4 separate regions of the Mus musculus genome follow, and regions 1, 3 and 4 are each linked to region 2. Evidence: chromatin contacts called from public promoter capture Hi-C data. All regions are on one chromosome and are shown on one strand. Each heading gives the region's core, a stretch centred on a gene start, on an enhancer-like site or on the middle of the called end of the contact. The rest is flanking DNA. Distances are from core to core; before and after follow the strand shown. Region 1 overlaps Pds5a (PDS5 cohesin associated factor A). Region 2 overlaps Smim14 (small integral membrane protein 14). Region 3 overlaps Pds5a (PDS5 cohesin associated factor A). Region 4 overlaps Ube2k (ubiquitin-conjugating enzyme E2K).

Region 1 (4,584 bases), core at 417-2,916, 180 kb before region 2:
AAAGGTCAGCACTATCATACCAGGTTTTGAGCATGTATTGTCCTTGCAGGGGACACATGTTCAGTTCCTAGTACTCATATTAGGCAGCTGATAATTAATCATCTGTATCTCTTTCTCTAGGACATTTAATGCCATCTTCTGCCCTTTGTAGGCACCACATATGCACACAAAAAATAAAAAGCAAATCTTTAAAGAAAATGAGAAAAGAAACTAAATGGTGGAGGCCTCACGGGATACCTGGAAGTTAAATAAATGCTAACAGCTAGCTCAGGAAAGAAGGGGAGAGTGCCATGGCCCGTGCAGTTTCTCTCTGATACTTTAGAGAGGTGACTCTAGGGCTTTGTTGATGACAAAGACTCGGGACTTGCTCCCCCGCACGACCATCACCATGCTACACAAAAACAAACGGTAGAATTTGCGCACAGAAGACTGTAGAGCCCTGGTCCCCCTCAGCTACACTGACATTTGAGAAATCAGAGGTATAAATATTTTTTCATAATTCTAGTTGCTTTAGGAGATAGGTTGGAATGTGAGACAATAAACACAGACTCCTTTAAGTAAAAGAAGATGAAGTTATCTTGAACCAAGTGACATCAGTGCTAGGAACCAAACCTTGATTGTCTGCAGGTGTGGTAGTTAGTATGTGGTACCACTCACTGAGCCACCTCCACACCCTAATGATTTTATTTTATTTTTTGCAGTTCATGCTGGCTTCTTGAACTTGTATTTTTCTTCCTTCATCTTCCCAACTGCTAATATTCAATTGTCTATTACACAATTCAGGTTCATTCTGTTTTGTTTTGTTTTGTTTTTTAAATATCCTTTATGGTAACAAATGTCTGTGGTCCAGCTCTTAACACATAGTCATTATTATCCTCTGCTACACATTGAGTGTAAAGCCAGCCAGGCTATGTAAGACCGTCTCAGCAACAAGTTTCTTGATTTTCACAAGTATATGTTAAACCCTCCTCAGATTGATGATCAGTAAGAGTTAATTAAAAGAGAGTCTAGAGGCTGGAGAGATGGTTCAGTGGTTAAGAGCACCGTCTGCTCTTCCAGAGGTCCTGAGTTCAATTCCCAGCAACCATATGATGGCTCACAACCATCTGTAATGAGATCTGATGCCCTCTTCTGGTGTGCCTGAAGACAGTGTACTTACATACATAAAATAAATAAATCTTAAAAAATCTTATTAAAATCTTTAAAAAAAAGAGAGAGTCTAGACAATATACAGAGAGACTCTTTCCTCTAAACAAGTCATGATAATTTGATTGAAGCAATAATGTCAACAAAGGAGAAAAAATTTCTCACCCTGCCTTTCACACCCACATACTTGTCTCACTCTGTTTTTTGAGACAGTATCTTGCTGTATCTAGCTGTCTTGGTATTGCTATGTATCCACACTGGCCTTGAACTCATGACAGTCCTTCCACTTTAGCCTTAATTTTATCAGAATTACAGGTGAGCACCACCACACCCAGTTGTGTGGCATCGAGGATCAAACCCAGAGTTTGACAAGCTAGGCAGCCCTTCTGCCTACAAACTACACTCCCAGTCTCATATCTGTTTTTGTTTTAAATGCTATGCCTTTAGCCAGAGGAGGTAAGTAGAGCCCTGTAATTGTAGTCCTGTGCAGTCCTCCCACCCTGACTGAGTTAGGCAGATCTGACTCCTCAGGGAGTCAGCTGAGGGTACAGCTGAGGCCTTGTCTGAGAAACAAACCATCTGATCTGTTAGGTAGTTGGATCTTATTGATCATGTAATGTTCTGTGGTATTAAATAATTGACAGTACACAGTTTCCAATTGCATGTTTGTAAATATGCTTTTTTTTGATAATTGGTTCTGTTAGTAATTTCTTAGTATGGAATTACTGATTCTATAAATTTCCTAGTGTAATTAATGCTACTTTCCCTGCATATGTTCACTGCTATGTGTTTGCATTACACTTACTCATTGTGAGTATGCACATGCATGTGTTCCGCATACTTTGAGGTCAATGAATAATGTTAGGAATCCTTGCCTCCTATCATGTGGGTTCCAGGACTCACATGCAGTGCATCAAGATTGACAGCAAGCACTTTTACCCACTGAGTCATCTTACTTGGCTTCTACTCTGTGAATTTTGTTCTGAATGGCCATTTGCCCAATCTTCAACTATTTTTATATTGTTTTTATTAAAATATATTACAATCACTTTATATGTGAAAAGTTTCTATGTGTAAATATTGGAAGAACTAATATTAATATTACAGTATATTATTTAACTGGCTTATTTATCAGTCAGATTCTTATTACTATAACACATTAAGTTTTTTGGAAAGGGTAACATAACCGTAAGCTCTCCTATGGTGTTGTCCACACTGATCCTCAGGCTACAGACGTTGTCTTTGACCATAGTCTTTTTACACTCTCTGTTTATCATATTATAGTTGGGATACATTACACTAGTTTCAGTAGTCTTACTAACCTGCGTTTCCTCACTTACTAGTGCACTGGTAAAACTGATGAATAAGTCAATCGAAGGGACGGCCGATGATGAAGAGGAGGGTGTCAGTCCAGACTCAGCCATCCGCTCAGGACTTGAGCTTCTTAAGGTATTTCTTCTTGGTAATTTTATCTCCATTAACTTCCAAAAATAAATAAGGGCGTTCCCTTTAGGGTGTACATGAGGGGGATTATTTTAAGTTAGATTATTCAAAAGATTAGTTTTTTTGGTTTATCTTTTTTTTGTTTGGTTGGTTTGGTTTGTTTTGGTTTTGTTTTTTTGAGACAGGGTTTCTCTGTATAGTCCTGGCTGTTCTGGAACTCACTTTATAGACCAGGCTGGCCTCGAACTCAGAAATCCGCCTGCCTCTGCCTCCCGAGTGCTGGGATTAAAGGCGTGCACCACCACGCCCGGCACGTGTTGTTTTTTTAAAAACAAGAATCTCATTCTATAGCCTAGACTGGCATGAAAGTCTCATCTATCCATCTGCCTCGTAGCCTGCCACATACTGTGATTACAGATGCCTGGTAACATGTTTGTAAACTATCTTGGGAAAGAGACTGGAACGTACCCCTCAGGATTCTTGTTAAAGTCTCTGAGTAAAAGTAACTGTAGTTGGGGCTAAATGATGTAATTTATATTCCAAGTGTTACAGCTAGCGTTTGCACACCAGAAGTTTACATTCTATTTATTGAAAGAAAACTCTTTTTTAAATAGAATAGAGCTGTTGTCTGTATTCCTAAAGGTGTATCTATTCCTCCAGGTTCTGTCTTTCACACATCCTACCTCGTTCCACTCTGCAGAGACATATGAGTCCTTGTTACAGTGCCTAAGAATGGAGGATGACAAGGTAGCAGAAGCTGCAATACAAATTTTTAGAAACACAGGCCACAAAATAGAAACTGACCTTCCCCAGATACGGTCGTGAGTATTTTTTTTTTACATGGTTAATGTAAAGGTTTCTGTGTGGGGGAGTGATGATTTCTCTGTCTCCTGCCCCATCCTATCACAGGTAGGATAGATGCAGTCGGACCAACTGTAGAGATGCAAGGGACTTGAAAGTCTAGTAATCAAAAGCCATCACAGAATAGTATGGTTCATGTATCTTTCTAATTTTTGTAGGCTATAAATGAAGTAGCGACCAACTTCCTGTCCCAACCAAATATATATATATATGAATTAAATGGTAGTGTTCATAAAATATTAATTAGTTGCTTTGTAATTAACAGTGATCATAAGAGTAAAATACAGTTTCATAGTTTCATTTAACATTTTGGGATTATACTTGTGGTAAGGATGGGAAACGTGAAAGAACACATTGATATGTCCATTGCATCATATGTTCATTGGTAACATAAACATGAAAAATTCATGGTAAACCTAATAGGAACAATATTTGTCTCATAATGTAATAAAAATAGAACAAATGGACTTGTGTAGGTTTTATTAAATGGAATTTATGTGGAACAAAGGGATTATCCAGTTAGTCTCTGTCTTCAAGGAACTTTGTGGTCTAAAAATTTAATTGTTTATATAGCAATACATACAAATCAAAAAGATTATTAGGGCCAGGCTTGGTGGAACAGGTCAGAAACCAGGCAAGAATGACTTTGTCTCAAAATTGTTTTTACAAGGACCTGGGCAGTAAGTATTTAGCTCAGTGAGAGAATACTTGCTTGGCACACATGAGGCCTTTGTTCAAACCCCTGTGCACATAAAAGGAAAAAAGATTATTAACATGTAGGATCAAGTTTGACGTTTTCTTCTAGCTTTGGAATAGTTTACATTTTAAGGCAAGAGTCCTATTTTTAAAAGAATGCTTTATCAAAATAAGCATTAGAAAAAATAGATATACGTGGAATGGCTAACTTTAGAATCAAAGATGGAAACCTTAATAGTTGAGGATAAAAGAAATAATCAGAAATGCAAAAACACTGAAGACCTCAATAACAACCCCAATGGTGCCTCTTAATTACAGCACTCTAGAAAACACAAACAAAGCAGAGGAAAAGTTCATTTGTTTTTATATTATTTCAGGCTTACTTAAAAAATACTACATATACCTACATCTTGATTGAAATTGTATCTTGGGCTGGAG
Region 2 (4,967 bases), core at 168-2,667:
AATATACCAATATACATATGTATATATACATATCTATATATACAGACCTGCACACCTATAATCCCAGCACTGAGGAGGCAAAGGCTGAAAGGGTCAGAAGTGCCAGGTCAGTTCCTTGCTACTCAGTAAGTTAGAGGCCAGCCAGGCATACATGAGATCTTGTCTCCAAAAAAAATCATTTCCTCAGTTATTCATAGAACCAACTTCTGGAGAGGTCTAAAACAATGTAAACATAAGCTAAAAGGATAAATGGTAGAGAAGTATTTATGTTCCTCTCTGCAGACTTTATTTAAGCTTTGACATCAGTCAGTGAATATAGTTTGGATTTTTAAGTTCTAAGTTTTGATTCTCTTGCATGTTTGTTAAAGGCACCAATAGTTTTTCTCTTTGATAATTCTCTGCCACTTTATATTATTTGTTTTTATTGAAACTTAACTTTTGGCCTACATCTCTCTCTGTCTCTCTCTCTCTCTCTCCCCCTCTCTCCCTCCCTCCCCCTCCCTCTCTCTCTCCCTCTCCCTCTCTCTCTGTTTCAAGACAGGGTTTCTCTGTGTGGCCCTGGCTGTCCTAGAACTCACTCTGTAGGCCAGGCTGTCCTAAAACTCAGAAATCTGCCTGCCTCTGCCTCCCAAGTGCTGGGATTAAAGGCGTGCGCCACCACTGCCCAGCTATTTATTTGTTCAATTACTTATTTATCTTGAGACTGTGTCTCTATAGTCTTGGCTATACTGGAGTCTATTACATAAACATAAACCAGGATGGCCTTTAACTCATAGAGATCTGCCCTCTGCTCCTGCCTCTTGGGCGATAGCATTAAGTTCTGTATCAATATATACAGCTGTATTTATTATGTTGTGATGTGTGTTTGTGTGTGCAGAAGCACCTTTGTGCTGGTGCACATGCCATGTATACACACATGAATATGGATGTCAGGCGTCTACCTCAGATGTCCTTTTTCATAAGCCTTCCACCTTTTTTTTTTTTTTTTTAAAAAAAACAGGGTCTCTAAGTGGGATTTTGGGGCTCTCTGAGTCGGCTCAGCTGCTTGGTCAGCTAGTGATCCCCAGGGAGTGATTCCCCGTCTTCCTTTCCCCAGCACTGGGGTTACAAGTGTGCCCCATGCCCTCCTTCTTCACATGGGTTTTGATTGTTTGCATGACAAGCACTGATTGCTGGAGCTCCCTACCCAGCACAACCCTTGACATAATCTCCTATCTTTTCTGTTTCTAGACAAAGCCTTTGCTTATCTACTCAGAACCTGTAACTGCTCAGGCTTGCAGTTTTCCAACTCTCTAGCTATTATTTCCCCCAGTTCTAACTTTCCAATTACTTTGTCTTCAACCACTCTGTTTTCTTTATCCCCCGGCCTCATGAGCTCATTCGCTGGAGCTGTTCCTTCCCTACACTCCCTTGATGACGTTCTCAAGTCTCATGACTCATGATGTGTGTGCTGGTGACTGTCTTGTGGACATGTCCACTGTGGTGTTTCATAGGCAATCTCAAATCTTCAGAATTGGGCTTCTGGTAGCTCTGTCACGGCTGCTTTTCCTCCTTTGTCTGTTCTGTAAACGACCCTTGGCTCTCAGGCCTGTCCTTTATATCTACCTTCAGGATGTAACCAACACTCTACTTGATAGCACCTCGTTCTGCCTCCTCTCTGTTTACCACCTCATATCTAGGCCATTATAGTAGGGTCTGTTTGTTTGTCTTTCTGTCTATTTGTTTGTTTGCGACAGGGCCTTACCTATTTGTACCCTTGGCTGGTCTAGAACTCACTGTGTACAACAGGCTGACCTTAGATTCACAAAGAATCAGCCTCCCAAGTGGTGGGATTGAAGGCGAGTGCCACCATGCCCAGCCTTGCCTGTTCCTAACTCCCTCCCAGTTTAGCTCCCTGCTGCTGTTATTCATAACACAATTGGCTTGAACAAGTAAGAGTTTGCTTTTGGCTTCTTTTCACCTAAAACTTTTCAGGGGCTTTCTGTTTGAAGCACACTTGAAGGTCCTTGTTCTGACCTGTGAGTCCTATGCTCTGGCTGTGACTGGCTGCTTCTGCGACTAAGTCTCTCTGGTCTCCACGTCTTGCCTGGCTTCTGAACCTCACTCCAGTTGCAGGAGTCAGCAGTAAACACATCCCATTGGCTCCTGACTAAGATTGCTTCCAGCTGCCTCTCACTCTGCGTTTGCTATATAAAAAAACAATTTGGTTGTATGAGGGGGTGGGGGTGGGGAGCCAAGCTCAGATCTTCAGGCTTGGAGGCGGTGCTTTTAGCTGCAAAGCCTTGTCCTGCTGGCTTCACTCTATCTACATTTTGTGGACACTTTTCCCTTCTCAGTGGTACCACCCTCTGCTGTCCCGTGTCCAGCCATTATGTATGTAGAGACTGTCTTACTTGGACATCTATGTCAGTCTTGGTTCTCAGCTCGGTGAAGGCAGGGGCACTTGGAGGCAGACCCTTCTCCCTTCCAGATCCCCAGCATCACGGCAGTGATCTCCCTCCCTCCCTATTTCCCAGTCTAGATCTAAACCCTGCCGCTTTGGCACCTTCCTCTAGCCCCTGCATTTTATAGTTACCAGTGGACATGGCTATTTCATTACAAAAGGTGGCCATCTGAAGAACAAGTCTAGGTTTTTCATACAACCACTTTTAAAGGCAGTTCAGAGGTTTGTCTGAACATGAAGAACGTTTTAGGGCTTTGTAGAATATTTTTCAAAAACTGTTGTTTCTTTTGGTGCTACAGATCAAACCCAAGTCCTCAATGCACACTAGGCCAGTGCTCCACCACCGAACTGCACGTTAGCCTGTCTCTGTGGTCTCACTGTGTGCCTAGTGGTCTCAGTGTGTGCCTAGGCTGGCCTCAAACTCACTACCTAGCTCAGGATGGCCTTGTCCTGCCTGGCCCACTGTTCCTGACCCCCTCAAATTTATGTGTTTAATGCCTCAGCAGCATTCTTTCCATCTCTGCCTGCTGCTGCTGTCTGTTGCTGCCTGCTGCTGCTGCTGCAGCACTAATTGTGTCCTCTTCGCCTGCTGTTTTGTTTTCCCTCTGGCCTCTTTGGGTCTCATATACCAAATTTACTTCCTAGAATGGCACCATAATTATTTTCTAAAATTCAGCAAACCAGGAGTAAGCAGCACAGGCCTGCTGTCTCAGCATTCTAGAGACAGACAGAGTTCAAGCCAGCCATGGCTACATAGCCTGGTTACAGGATATCTCAGTGCAAGCAGGACCAGCAGGATGGCCCAGCAGATAAAGCTGCAACTTTGATGATCTAAGTTCAGGTTTCTGGGACTCCCCCCACCACACACTGTGGGAGAAGAGAACTAACTTTCTCAAATTGTCCTCAGACCTCAGTGTGTGTGCTTGTGGCATGTGTGCTTGCACACGCGTGCGTGTGCACACACACACACACACACACCTTTAAATTTTTTTTAAGTATTACTGTCACACACCTCTCCATGACCTCCGCAGGCATTTCTCTCTTTACAGGATATTTAAGACTTTCCACAGCTCAGACTCATTCCCAGCAGACCTCACGTGCACCCGTGGTCCTCAGGACTCATATACAGCAGACCCACCTCCAGCAGCCCTCATGTGGCCAACTGGATGATTGACAGTAGTGTAAATGAGCCTTAAAACTGATAGCCGACCCCCACAAATTATTTTCTTGTCTCCCCAGAGGGTGCCATGGCATGTTTCCCTTCTACATCCCACAGATAAATATGGGTGTGGGAGTTGAGGGCTTGCCCAACTTGCTGGAACCCATGGATGGATTAGATCACCAGCACTCAAAGAGGGGGAAGGGAAGAGGGAAGGAGAGAGAGGGGAGAGAGGAGAGAGATAGAGAGAGAATATGAATATCTTGCATCAAGCCTTGAAGGTCAGGAAAATCATGTCTATTTAGACTCTGAAGTGGAGGGATTTTGGTGCCTGCCTCCTCCCCCCACCCCCCACCCCCGTTTGCCACATGCCATTCTGGGCAGTGTGTCATTCTGCTTTCATGTCCTGCCTGTCCCTGGCCTGGTGCTCCCCTATGAGGTGATAGGATGTTTAACTTTCACAGATAAAGAAACCAAGATCAAATAGCCATGAGATGGTCCCTGCTCTTAGAAAGTTAATGGCTTAGGCAAGCTATTCCTTCAACTGAGAAATGCTATGATCCTTTGAAGAGGCGGCAGGACGATAGCAGAAGTAGTGGGGTTGTTATAGAAGAGGGAGGCAGAGAGTAAATGGGAGACTGGCTGTTGTGCTGGGCAAGGTGGAAGATAGGGGGTGGAAGGACTCCTTCCAGTACTCCCTGCCAGAGAAGTACTGAATTGGTGTTACATCATTCTCATTTGGAAGGCTTAAAAAATTATAATACTAGCCCACAGCCCTCTACTGCTCTGAATCAGATGGTCTGACACAGGGCCTCAGAATCTGTGCTGTAGGTCACAGGTCTTCCTGATGATGTGCAGCCAGGCGAGGGAAACTCTGGCTGGAGAAGAAGTGAAGTAACTAGGAAAGATAACGTTGGAGAGAGTGAAGCCTAGAGAAGCAAGTCCAAGTCACCCCAGCAAAGGTCAGGCTGGCGTCCTCAGAGCTCGATAGGCTTAGTCACTGGGTGGGTCAGCAGAGATGTTTGTGTTTCTGGTGTTTTGGGGTGTGACAACACATACTTGTCTGGCAGTTAGAGGCAGGAAAATCAGGAGCCTCGGCTACCCTGGAGACCTGAGGGTACTGGATAACGGACTGACCTGTGTAAGAGGAAAGTTCAGTCCTGTGGCTTAGCTGATAAAGACGCTTACCTGAGTTCAATCCCGGGCACTCACACAGTGGAAAGAAAGAACCAGATCCTGAAAGTTCTCCTGTGCCCCTCCATGTGTTACTCCACAAAAATCAGAGTAAGTGTAATAGAAATGTTAGATCCCCACAGCATATAGAGTGTTGAAGGGAACAGGAGACGTGTGCTGTGGGGTTTGGGT
Region 3 (5,050 bases), core at 550-3,049, 210 kb before region 2:
CCATGAATATAAATTACTACTGAAATACCCTGTAGACTCATTCAAGGCTTCAGGTAATATCTCTGTCATAGTGCAACCTCTTGAGAAATTCCAAGCTTGGTTTAAGCCATGTTCCCAATATTATCTACGTGATAAATGCATAATTGTTGTTTCAAGGTGCTTCATTCAGGGTGACTTTGTTAGATAGCAATAGATGAAAAATACATACCTTTCATGTATGTTTGAAAAGTAGAAATAATCAAGATTGAGTCTTGCTATGTATCTCAAACTGGCTTGCAGCTAGCTCTGTAGTTCAAGTTGGCCTTAAACTCAACATAAGGTATTTACAATCAAAATTTTCTATCAAAAATACAATTACATGAAACATTTAAATATGGGTTTTTATCATACAAAGGCAAATAAAATTTAAAATGAAGTAGGTTTAAGGAAGCTGTGTAACACAACTTTGATCATAAAGTAAAAATGGTATAAAAGATGCTAGATGTCAGATTAGTTGAGTATATGGGATCAAACCCTTTGTAGTTAAGTTACATCTGAGTAATGAAAGCTAAGCATGTGGACATGCTCCTCCAGCGTCAACTGCGTGAGAATCCACAGAAGCCGAGAGGAGTGTGGACAACCTAGCAAGATCCCATTGAAGTAAATGCTCAGTACAGTCGCTAGTACAAGTTTCTAAGTTCTTTTTAAGAAAATGTGGTGTTTGGGTAATGTACAGGCTGATGCTTGGGGTTTGTAGGCTTCTTTGTGACCATGCTTTTTATGACTACTTCCTTTCTTCAGGGTGTGTGGATGGGTGAGTGGGTGCATGTTTGTGGTGGCTGGGAGTGAACCTAAGACTTTGTGTACTCTACCCCTAACCTACACAACTCCAGCTCCCTTTTCCCATCTTACAGAACAAAGGGAAGAAGGGGTGGCTCTTAGCTGATCACTGAGTATTACAGGTTGATATTATGTTTTTTACAGATGGTAGTGAAAACTTTTATGGATATGGATCAGGATTCAGAAGATGAAAAGCAACAGTATCTCCCACTAGCCTTGCATCTCGCATCTGAATTCTTTCTCAGGAACCCTAATAAAGATGTGCGCCTTCTCGTAGCATGTTGTTTGGCTGATATATTTCGAATCTATGCCCCAGAAGCTCCATATACTTCCCATGATAAACTTAAGGTAAATAGAATGTTTACAAAATAACTTTACTTTTATTTTTGTCATATGAATATGGGTTTTGTTCATAGATTCCTTTAATTATTTATCTACAGAAGTGACTGGTACAGAATGAGGCTTTGAAAGGGTTGTCTATTCATACTTAACCCTCCTGATGGACGGTTGCATAGATAGGAAGGATAAGGAATGGCTTAGTGATAGTTTGCAAAACAGTAATGTTCTAGGATTGCCCACTCATATAATGTCTGCCTTACAGGTTATTAAATGCTGAATATTAAATATCTAAAACTGCTCATTTTGGTGGTTCTGTTTTGTTTAAAAAACTTAAAATTATTTTTAAAGCTATTTATTGAACTGATTTTATATATTTTTTCAGTAATTATTAGGGAAATTGGAAACCTTGGAGTGACTTTAAAACTTTTAGTTATTCATGTATATGTGTGTGCCTGCATGAGTTCATGTGCATTGCATACATAGATTCCTGCAGAGATAAGAACAGGGTGTTGGATATTCTGGAATGAGTTGCAGGTGGCTGTGAGCCATCAGATGTAGGCGCTGGGAATTAAACTCAGCTTCTCTAGGAAGAACAGCAAATGTTGAGCCTTCTCTCCTTTTAAGTACAGTCAGTATTGCCCTTCTGCCTGTTTGGCTTCTCTTTACATACTTTCAACCACATGTGATCAGCCATGCTCCAGAGTATTAAGTGGGAAAGTCCAGGAGTAACATTCCATAAATTTTCAGTTTAATAGTGTTTTTAGGACTATAATGAAGTTGACTGTCAGGCTTTATTCCTCTTGAGACATAGCCATCTGCTTGTCAATCATATGGTGGCTGCCTTGGATACTTCCCCAGCTAGAGTAGTGTCGTAGTGTTTATACTCAAGTCATACTTACTTTAATGATGACTCCTTTTATAACCTTAATAACATTGTTTCATTTGTGGTTACTTTTGTTCGTTTCTTACTGTGCCTAGTTCATAGGATAAACTTTATCATGAGTATATAAGGAAAACCACAAAATACATTACCAGTTTCCAAAATACATTACCAGTAAGGAGGATCACAATAAAACAAATCATTTTGTACCATGCTAATGCTATTTTCATTGAAAATACCTTTTTAAAAAGTAAGGAAATAAGCACCATCATCAGCTGTCAGGTCAGTGCCTTGGGGTGCTTCAATAACTTTGTTGTCACACATAAGCTGCTTGCTTACATGTCAGGCGTAATAATGAAAAGACTCATTAAATTCATTACACATGGAGAAAGTAGCTTGCCATGATGAAAGTACAGACAGTGACCAGAGCTCTGTTATGGACAAGAGTATAGTAAGATAGTATTCTTAAATGAGAAGCCCTGAAGTGTGCAGTAGAAGTAGCAGTCTTTAGTGTTACTTCCAAAAGATTTTGTGCTAGTCTTTTTCAGACATTTAAAATAATGGAATAGGCAGTCCCACAGCATTCAAATAAAGGAAAACGTTCTTTATTGTAGTTTATAATTACTTTTTTATATCTATACCCCTATGTAGATGTAGATATTAAAAAAATGACAAGTAATAATGTCTAAGTTAATATATTTTTCATTTTTTTTATTTAACAGGACATATTTCTCTTTATTACCAGACAGTTAAAAGGTTTGGAGGATACAAAGAGTCCACAGTTTAATAGATATTTTTATTTATTAGAGGTAAAAATTCTTTATTTAATAAGTACAATTCCATGTTGTTATAGATTTTTATAACTATAATATAAAGTGAAACTGTTTTACACATAACTTATTTAATAAACTGTCTTATGTTTCATAAGGAAAATCTGTACTTTACAATAAGTAAGACATTATTACTTATACTTAAAAAGTTAAAAGTATAATTTCTGAAAAAAAAACATTTGACATTTTATTTTCATTTCCAATTTATAAATAAAATTTACTGCTCCCGAAGTTTATATATATATTCCTAACTATTTAGTACTTTTCAACATGAAAGTTGATGCCACAGCCATGAATTTAAAGATTAAAATGACTTGTAATTGTGTACATTGAATCTTTGTAGACTTTACTATAAAGAATTCTAGTTGTAAAAATTAAATTGTATGAGTGTGCTTTTGTTTAACAGTTCTACATATATGTGATTAACCAATTATTTTTATTTATTGATTTAAGAATTTAGCTTGGGTTAAATCATATAACATCTGCTTTGAGTTGGAAGATTGCAATGAAATTTTTATTCAGCTTTTTAGAACTCTCTTCTCGGTAATCAAGTAAGTTTTTTAAGCTTTATTTTTTTTTCTTACTGTATGTATTAATGTGTCATTACTCAGTATGTAAAACTCCCTAGATTTATAGAGAATTGATCGCAAAGGGGTAAATAAAGAAACCCTGTTGTTTGAGAGCTGTCCTTGCCATTGTTTCAGTTAATTATTCAATATTTCCCGGTATATTTCAATATAAAGTAGGGCCTACTTTATAACTCTAAGAGCAGTGGAACTTTAAGTAGCTAAGCTGGCCTTGGATTGGTAGCAGTCTCCTCCCAGCCTCCTGAGTGATGAGATGGTTTGGATTGAGCCAGCAGGCCCACCTTTGCATTGCTTCTTTAAATTTATGGGATAGATCAATTGCTTTTGGTTTCCGAGTTTTTTTGTATATTTCAGGCTAAATAATATTAAAGGAATTAAATAAATTAAATTAGAGTCCTTGGAGTTTTAAAATTTTTAATTTTAATTTAACAATTTCGGGGTTGGGGATTTAGCTCAGTGGTAGAGCGCTTGCCTAGCAAGCCCAAGGCCCTGGGTTCGGTCCTCAGCTCCGGAAAAAGGAAAAAAAAAAATTTCTCACACACACACACACACACACACACACACACACACACACACACAGACCATCTTTACCCTCAGGATACCCACCTTATGTCCTTCCTTTTCATACCCCCCACCCTCACCCCAGCAATCCAGAGTCCTGTAGTCCTTCCTGCTAGAATACTGAATGTTACTGTTGGCTTGATCTTGTGTAGGTAACCATAGAGCATCGAACTATAGTTCATCAGCAGGGTGGGTGCTCCATGTTCAGAAGATAGCATCCACAGTGCTTCCCCCTGCGCCCCCCACCCCCATGCGTTCTATCCCTCTTCCTTGATGGTCCTCAAGCCTTGGTTTGGGAGGGCAGTGGATGCTGCAGGTATATTTCACTTAGAACTGGGCATGCAGCCATCACTTATTGTCAGGACTTTGACTGGTTATGAGTCTGCAGTAACTGGAGCCTAATTTAGAAACTTCCCAGGTCAGGGTGTAAAGCAGCGCTGATCTGTGGGTATAAACATAAAGTCTGAGGCCACAGTTTAGCAAAACAACAAGAATGGGTTCTTACCACCTATCATCCTCAGGGCTTATGAATTTCTGAGCCATGTGCTGCAAACCAGATTTATTATATTGCATATGTATTCTCTCCTTGGAACAGGCCTCAGATCCAACCAGAAAGCAGTTGACCACCCTCATAATTTTTATGACACCATTGCAGCCTTTAGGATTCACCACTGTATAATAACACTGGTGACTTTTCTCTCCCAGCTGTCTGCACTATGAAAGCTAGCTATGGAGGAGGGAAGTTTTCACATCAATTCCAACTTGGATTTTTCCCCCCCCTTCAACCAAGGTATATTGAGTGGTAGAGTTTTACCCTCTAGTTGTCGTGGGCAGTCAGGAGCAGTGGAAATGCTCTGTTGTTAGACATGACTCTAGGGCTTCTGAAACCCTAACTCAGAAGGAGGTATCTCACCCCTTGTTTGGGAGGAACAACTGGTATAAGCAATAGTGTTGTTGTAGTGTAAAAGTCACGAGACCTGAAACAGTGGAGGGCTGTGGAGCAGGACAGATTAGTCTCCTTACTTGCTGACATT
Region 4 (4,671 bases), core at 910-3,409, 140 kb before region 2:
ACTATGACCAGACACCTTCCTACCTTTTTCTTATCTAAACACTGATCCCATCTTTATACAATATACCTGACTCCACTGCTCAATTCCCAAATTCATTTCAAACCCTTACCCCACCAAAACGTCATTTCCGGTGCTGCTACAGTAGGCTGCAAGAACATCTACTTCTCCTGCAGTTTTAAAAGCTGTATGAGACCTACAATCACATCCGGGCTCCACTTACCCAACATCCTAACCTCTGTAAACTGGCCCAACAGCCTAACCAGTAACGTATAACACGCTGTGCAAAATGTCTAACCGCGTGAGCAAAACCTACTGTCAGTTCCTTTCTGCAGATACTTAAGTTTTTTGCATAGTGTTAAATGCCACCAACAATCAGAAATATAAAAAAAAATTTCAAAAAGGATGGTTTAATTCATATGATAGGTTAGTTACACTTCTCAAAGGTAAAATATTCAATTCCAAACACTGACATGTTTTTTGAATCCCAAGTTCCCAACATGCTCTCTAAGTTTTATACTAAAAGTCAGGCCTAGGCTCAGAAAGAAAAGCTGATCAGAGGATCAGCGAGGATGAGGGAGTCAGCCTGCTCTAAACGCGATTTCACTAAAATTATGGGAACAGGGGGCTAAGACTGGGCATACACCTCTCACAGACTCTGCCTGCCTTTCTCTTTCAAGAACCTGGTAGTAAAAGCGCCATCACACCTACACCAAAACAGAACCTGTGTAGTACTTGTTAAAATGAAAAACTGTCAAACGCAGACTAAAAAAAATAATTTCCATCAGGGTACTTTTGACTAAATCTTAATTTTTCGCATTGTTTTCCTAACTGTATGAAACACCAGGATAAGGACCAAGCTGCTTCTTTCTAAACCTACGAGTTGGGAAACAAAAGAAAAATAAAAAACAAACGAGAAGTGTGAGGGAAAATACCCCAAAAGGGTGATTAGCACATTAAATGAACATGAGAAACCCCAAGCAGTCTTGCTTATGAATCCCACACAGTCTTGAGCACACGGTTCTGACAGGAGGCGATGGCATAATCACGTCAAATCTATGAAACCACATGTTATATATACATCTCCAGTAAGTATTCAGTGGAGCCAGTCTGAAGCCAATATGCAAAAAAACAAAAAAACAAAAAAACAAAAAACAAAAAAAGAACACAGCTGCCACCAAGACAAAGTAGGTACTGCCTGACTTTTGTTGTCTGAGCTCTCATCTACTAGACAATGTACCCTGACAATACAGGCAGAGAGTAAACTCCAAGAACATGTGTTATACTTTCCAATACCTAAATATTAGTGTTACCAAGCCACCCTCCATTAAAAGTTCTAATGAACTATGGAGGTAAACTCATGGTTATTTCACACATTTCCTTCTTATCTGAGAATATAAAGAACAGTACAAAGTTTTAGCTACTTAAAATAAATAAAGAAAAACTTGTTTCCTTTGGCATCTTTATAAAATAACCTACAGCAATAAAAGGATGTAGCTGCAACAGGAAATGTGTGCATCCGCAAACATGGAGAAAAACATAGCAGCTTGAGTTTAGTGTGGAGGACAGTGGCCCTCAGTCACTGAGAACTGTGACAGCCTTACAAGTCGCTGGAAGAGCCGTCACATCTTGAATGTTATAATATATTAATGCTTCTTTTATTGCTTGTAGTATCAAGATTATTAAAAGTAAAGTGAAGTTATGCTGAGATAATAGGTTCAAAAAGTATTTTTGAAACACTTCATGACTGTAAGGTGAAACAATACTTCAAGAAAACAAACCTTTTAGAATATGACTTTCAATATACATACAACCTTACTTTAATTTAGTCTGATTCCATTACATTTCTGTAATCTATGCATTGGTCCTCAAAATTTTTAATTGTATCTCCTATGTAACAACTGCCTAAGTTCACTTGAACATTAATTAGGATGGTTAAAGGAAGTATTTGAGTTTGTAAAACTTATAATTGTCAAGCTTTGGAAGATAGAATGAGATGCGACAGTTGCTAAGGACAGGAAGTTTATGTACAAGAGAAGGTAAAGTTTCAATTCTCACATTATCAGAAACATCATAAAGAAAGCTAGATTTAGAATACACCCCTGTTCCTATGTGCATCTGGTATATACAGTGAGACAGCACAGCTTTCATGGGTCACCATGGGGAGCAGGAGGAGTAAGTCAAGTGTCTGACAAAGGAAACTGTCAGGCTGAGCACTAGGGAACAGGTACTGCACCCTTCAAGTTTCCAAAGACTTTATCATTTTAAAAATTAATGTCAAATTCACTGAAAAACTAAGCAGTGTCCTTTTATTAAATCTAGAAATACTGCAACATCAAGTATTTATTCCTTTTGTGAGAGAAATAAAATTGGCAGCCCCTTTTTACATTACTACTTACAAAGTGAAGAACTCGGACAAAACATTCCAAACCTATGAGCTAAAAGTGGAACAAGGGACACTGTTCCTCAGCACGTTTCCCACAAGACACAAAATAAATTGACCATGAGAATCTCCGCTCTGGATGGTGACAGGGACTAAAAAGCTCTGATTAGGTCACCACCTTTAAATCAGGATAAATCTCATAATTCAAGAATGTCCTAATGCTTAAAAGGGTGGTCTTTTCGGCTACCCGTTCTAAGAAGTCAAGTACAAGCATGCAAGTAAATTCACAGGCACAGAGGATCTGTGTTCAGACTTAAGGGAGCTGTGATTCTACACCACAATGTGAAGGGCCGACACTCGAGTGTTATCCTAGTTAGTCAACAGAACCCTGAAGCAAACTCTCGAGTCTGTTACACTGCTAAACACTAAAGTAGCATGTTTTCCCATGGTTTTAGCTTAGCTCAAAGAATTTTTACACTATTAAGAAAAAAAATTAAAAGTATTTCCCCTTTTTAAATTTACACAGACGTTTAATTAGCTTTATTTACAGAGCAGGGAATTTTTTTTTTTGCAGTCTCCAATGGTGCCTAGGTAACATCATTAGGCAAGAATGCCAGTTTAAAAGAACTTTATGCAGAATCCTAAAAATAACAGGTGTTGATGCTCCTCAAGAGGCGAGAGCGATGCTGGCGCAGCTCCTGTGCCTCAGTTACTCAGAAGCAGTTCTGTTGCAGTCTCTACATCCCATGATTTTGAAGACAAGGCCACTATTACTGCGTTCTGTAAAGAGGAGGACAAGAGCAATCACATCCCACGGAAACCAAATCCTCCTCGCCAGAGTCACACGTTCTTCCCTCTACCAATGACTGCACAGTCACCACTGATTGCAGCGTCTATACAGGATTAACCAAAACTACATTTTCAAAATGGCTAGTCCCCTTCTCCCAAGGACTGGGAGCCCGGGTTTAAAATGGGGAGTGAAATCAATTCCTCTGGATGGTGACAGGGACAGAAAGCTCTGATTAGGTCACCACCTTTAAATGGGGATAAATCTCGTAACTCGAGAGTGTCCTAATGCTTAGCAGGGTGGTCTTTTCGGTACTTACCCTATCAAAACCCATAGCACAGAGGTTTTCTATTTTTTTGGTGTATTCTGGACTAGAAACTGGTGCTCCAGCGTACACGTGTGCCCAAAGTCGAGCTGTCTGCTTGAACATTTCAGGATTCTGTTTGTACTATATGGAGGGAAAAGCAGATAACAAGACAGTACAGTGAGATTTACCATAGCTGCTCAACTATGACTTGCTTGTTCCAAAGAAAAGACATTTATATTTAGAATGTAACTCATTTGGGCTGGCCTGCAGAGATCACTAGTAGTACGTATTAGCTTAGTAACAAGCTCAAGTTCAGAAATTCAATTACCAGCACTCCATGTGCCAAAACATAAAAGATGATTTTTTTTCCATTGCAGAAATGTCATTCAAGAAATGAAGCTTTGTGAAAATAAAAAACAGAGTTAATACTCTTTAAACAAACATCTAATATTAAATAAACATTATAAAAATGTTCTAATAACTGTACAGAAAATTACACAACAAAATCAGTAGCATGTAATGTTACATGAACATTAGCTGATAAATTTAACACTGACTGATATATACAATCAATTGTGCTACTAGGCAGACCTCAAGCTGAGGCAGCAGATGCCCTTAGAGCTATGCAGCACTGTATAGTCATCAAAGTAAACCCAACACTCAAAACAATCTAACTTACATTACTTTTGAAGACAACTTAAAAACCTACAAAAGAGCCCTACTAGATAAAGATTTGCCATATGAAACCGGAAAAGGGTGAGGTAAATTCATTGTAAAAATACTTGTAAGACAGAGTATAAAGTAATGATGTCAATTCATTTCAATATTTATCAAAGTGCTACTTTTAAACTTATGTATGCTTGTGTATATGCACACATGTGGAAGTGCTCAGGAAAGGCAAGCAGAGGACAGTGGGAAGCTGCCCAGTGAGGGTGCTAGGACCTAATCTCTGTTCTCAGAATGATAACAAAGAACTACCCCTCACCTGAGCCACCCAGCTCTCTAGCCCCAGAGCAGGGACTGGGTAATTCATTGTTCCTCTCCCTTCGACATCGCTTTCTCTCAAAAAAGTTCTCAATATGTAGCCCTGGCTAGCCTAGAACCAGCTATCTTTATCTTGTTCATTGTTCAGGCTTGGCTCAAATGTAAAGCTCCACTAACATCTACCTATGGAGTACCAAACTAAAAGGCTACTCC

The links. Capture Hi-C pulls out chosen DNA fragments and counts their contacts.
Region 1: a promoter capture Hi-C map of adipose tissue shows a contact between it and region 2. The contact joins two enhancer-like sites. A contact is called at or near these places in 5 of 39 promoter capture datasets (the C10 cell line, cranial neural crest, frontonasal cranial neural crest and 2 more), 5 of 484 Hi-C or Micro-C datasets (B cells, LSK cells, centroblasts and 2 more), 1 of 115 datasets of contacts at active chromatin or transcription factors (bone marrow-derived macrophages) and 3 of 9 other capture datasets (adipose tissue, liver and pancreatic islet).
Region 3: a promoter capture Hi-C map of adipose tissue shows a contact between it and region 2. The contact joins two enhancer-like sites. A contact is called at or near these places in 5 of 39 promoter capture datasets (the C10 cell line, cranial neural crest, frontonasal cranial neural crest and 2 more), 2 of 484 Hi-C or Micro-C datasets (B cells and LSK cells), 1 of 115 datasets of contacts at active chromatin or transcription factors (bone marrow-derived macrophages) and 4 of 9 other capture datasets (adipose tissue, embryonic stem cells, liver and 1 more).
Region 4: a contact with region 2 is called in a promoter capture Hi-C map of adipose tissue. The contact joins two enhancer-like sites. A contact is called at or near these places in 2 of 39 promoter capture datasets (HPC-7-derived erythroid cells and neutrophils) and 3 of 9 other capture datasets (adipose tissue, liver and pancreatic islet).

What each region holds. Positions count from the first base shown.
Region 1 is chr5:65,636,568-65,641,151 of GRCm38.p6, reverse strand. It overlaps Pds5a (PDS5 cohesin associated factor A), which reads left to right. Exons shown (of 33, transcript NM_001081321.3): 18 at 2,490-2,595; 19 at 3,250-3,410. Among named protein-coding and RNA genes, the nearest start is that of Pds5a, 59 kb to the left of the region's middle. Within about 2 kb of position 1,666, at least 26 of the 459 cell types and tissues checked have an H3K27ac peak or open chromatin away from gene starts, as enhancers often do. A contact at or near this core is called in adipose tissue, where this site is marked.
Region 2 is chr5:65,454,516-65,459,482 of GRCm38.p6, reverse strand. The region is part of intron 3 of Smim14 (small integral membrane protein 14); the gene reads left to right. Among named protein-coding and RNA genes, the nearest start is that of Ugdh, 21 kb to the right of the region's middle. Within about 2 kb of position 1,417, at least 115 of the 459 cell types and tissues checked have an H3K27ac peak or open chromatin away from gene starts, as enhancers often do. A contact at or near this core is called in adipose tissue, where this site is marked.
Region 3 is chr5:65,662,225-65,667,274 of GRCm38.p6, reverse strand. It overlaps Pds5a (PDS5 cohesin associated factor A), which reads left to right. Exons shown (of 33, transcript NM_001081321.3): 3 at 964-1,167; 4 at 2,761-2,847; 5 at 3,322-3,419. Among named protein-coding and RNA genes, the nearest start is that of Pds5a, 33 kb to the left of the region's middle. Within about 2 kb of position 1,799, at least 1 of the 459 cell types and tissues checked has an H3K27ac peak or open chromatin away from gene starts, as enhancers often do. A contact at or near this core is called in adipose tissue, where this site is marked.
Region 4 is chr5:65,593,364-65,598,034 of GRCm38.p6, reverse strand. It overlaps Ube2k (ubiquitin-conjugating enzyme E2K), which reads right to left. Exons shown (of 7, transcript NM_016786.4): 6 at 3,487-3,615; 7 at 1-3,160. The coding sequence ends at 3,086. Among named protein-coding and RNA genes, the nearest start is that of Gm40309, 54 kb to the right of the region's middle. Within about 2 kb of position 2,159, at least 4 of the 459 cell types and tissues checked have an H3K27ac peak or open chromatin away from gene starts, as enhancers often do. A contact at or near this core is called in adipose tissue, where this site is marked.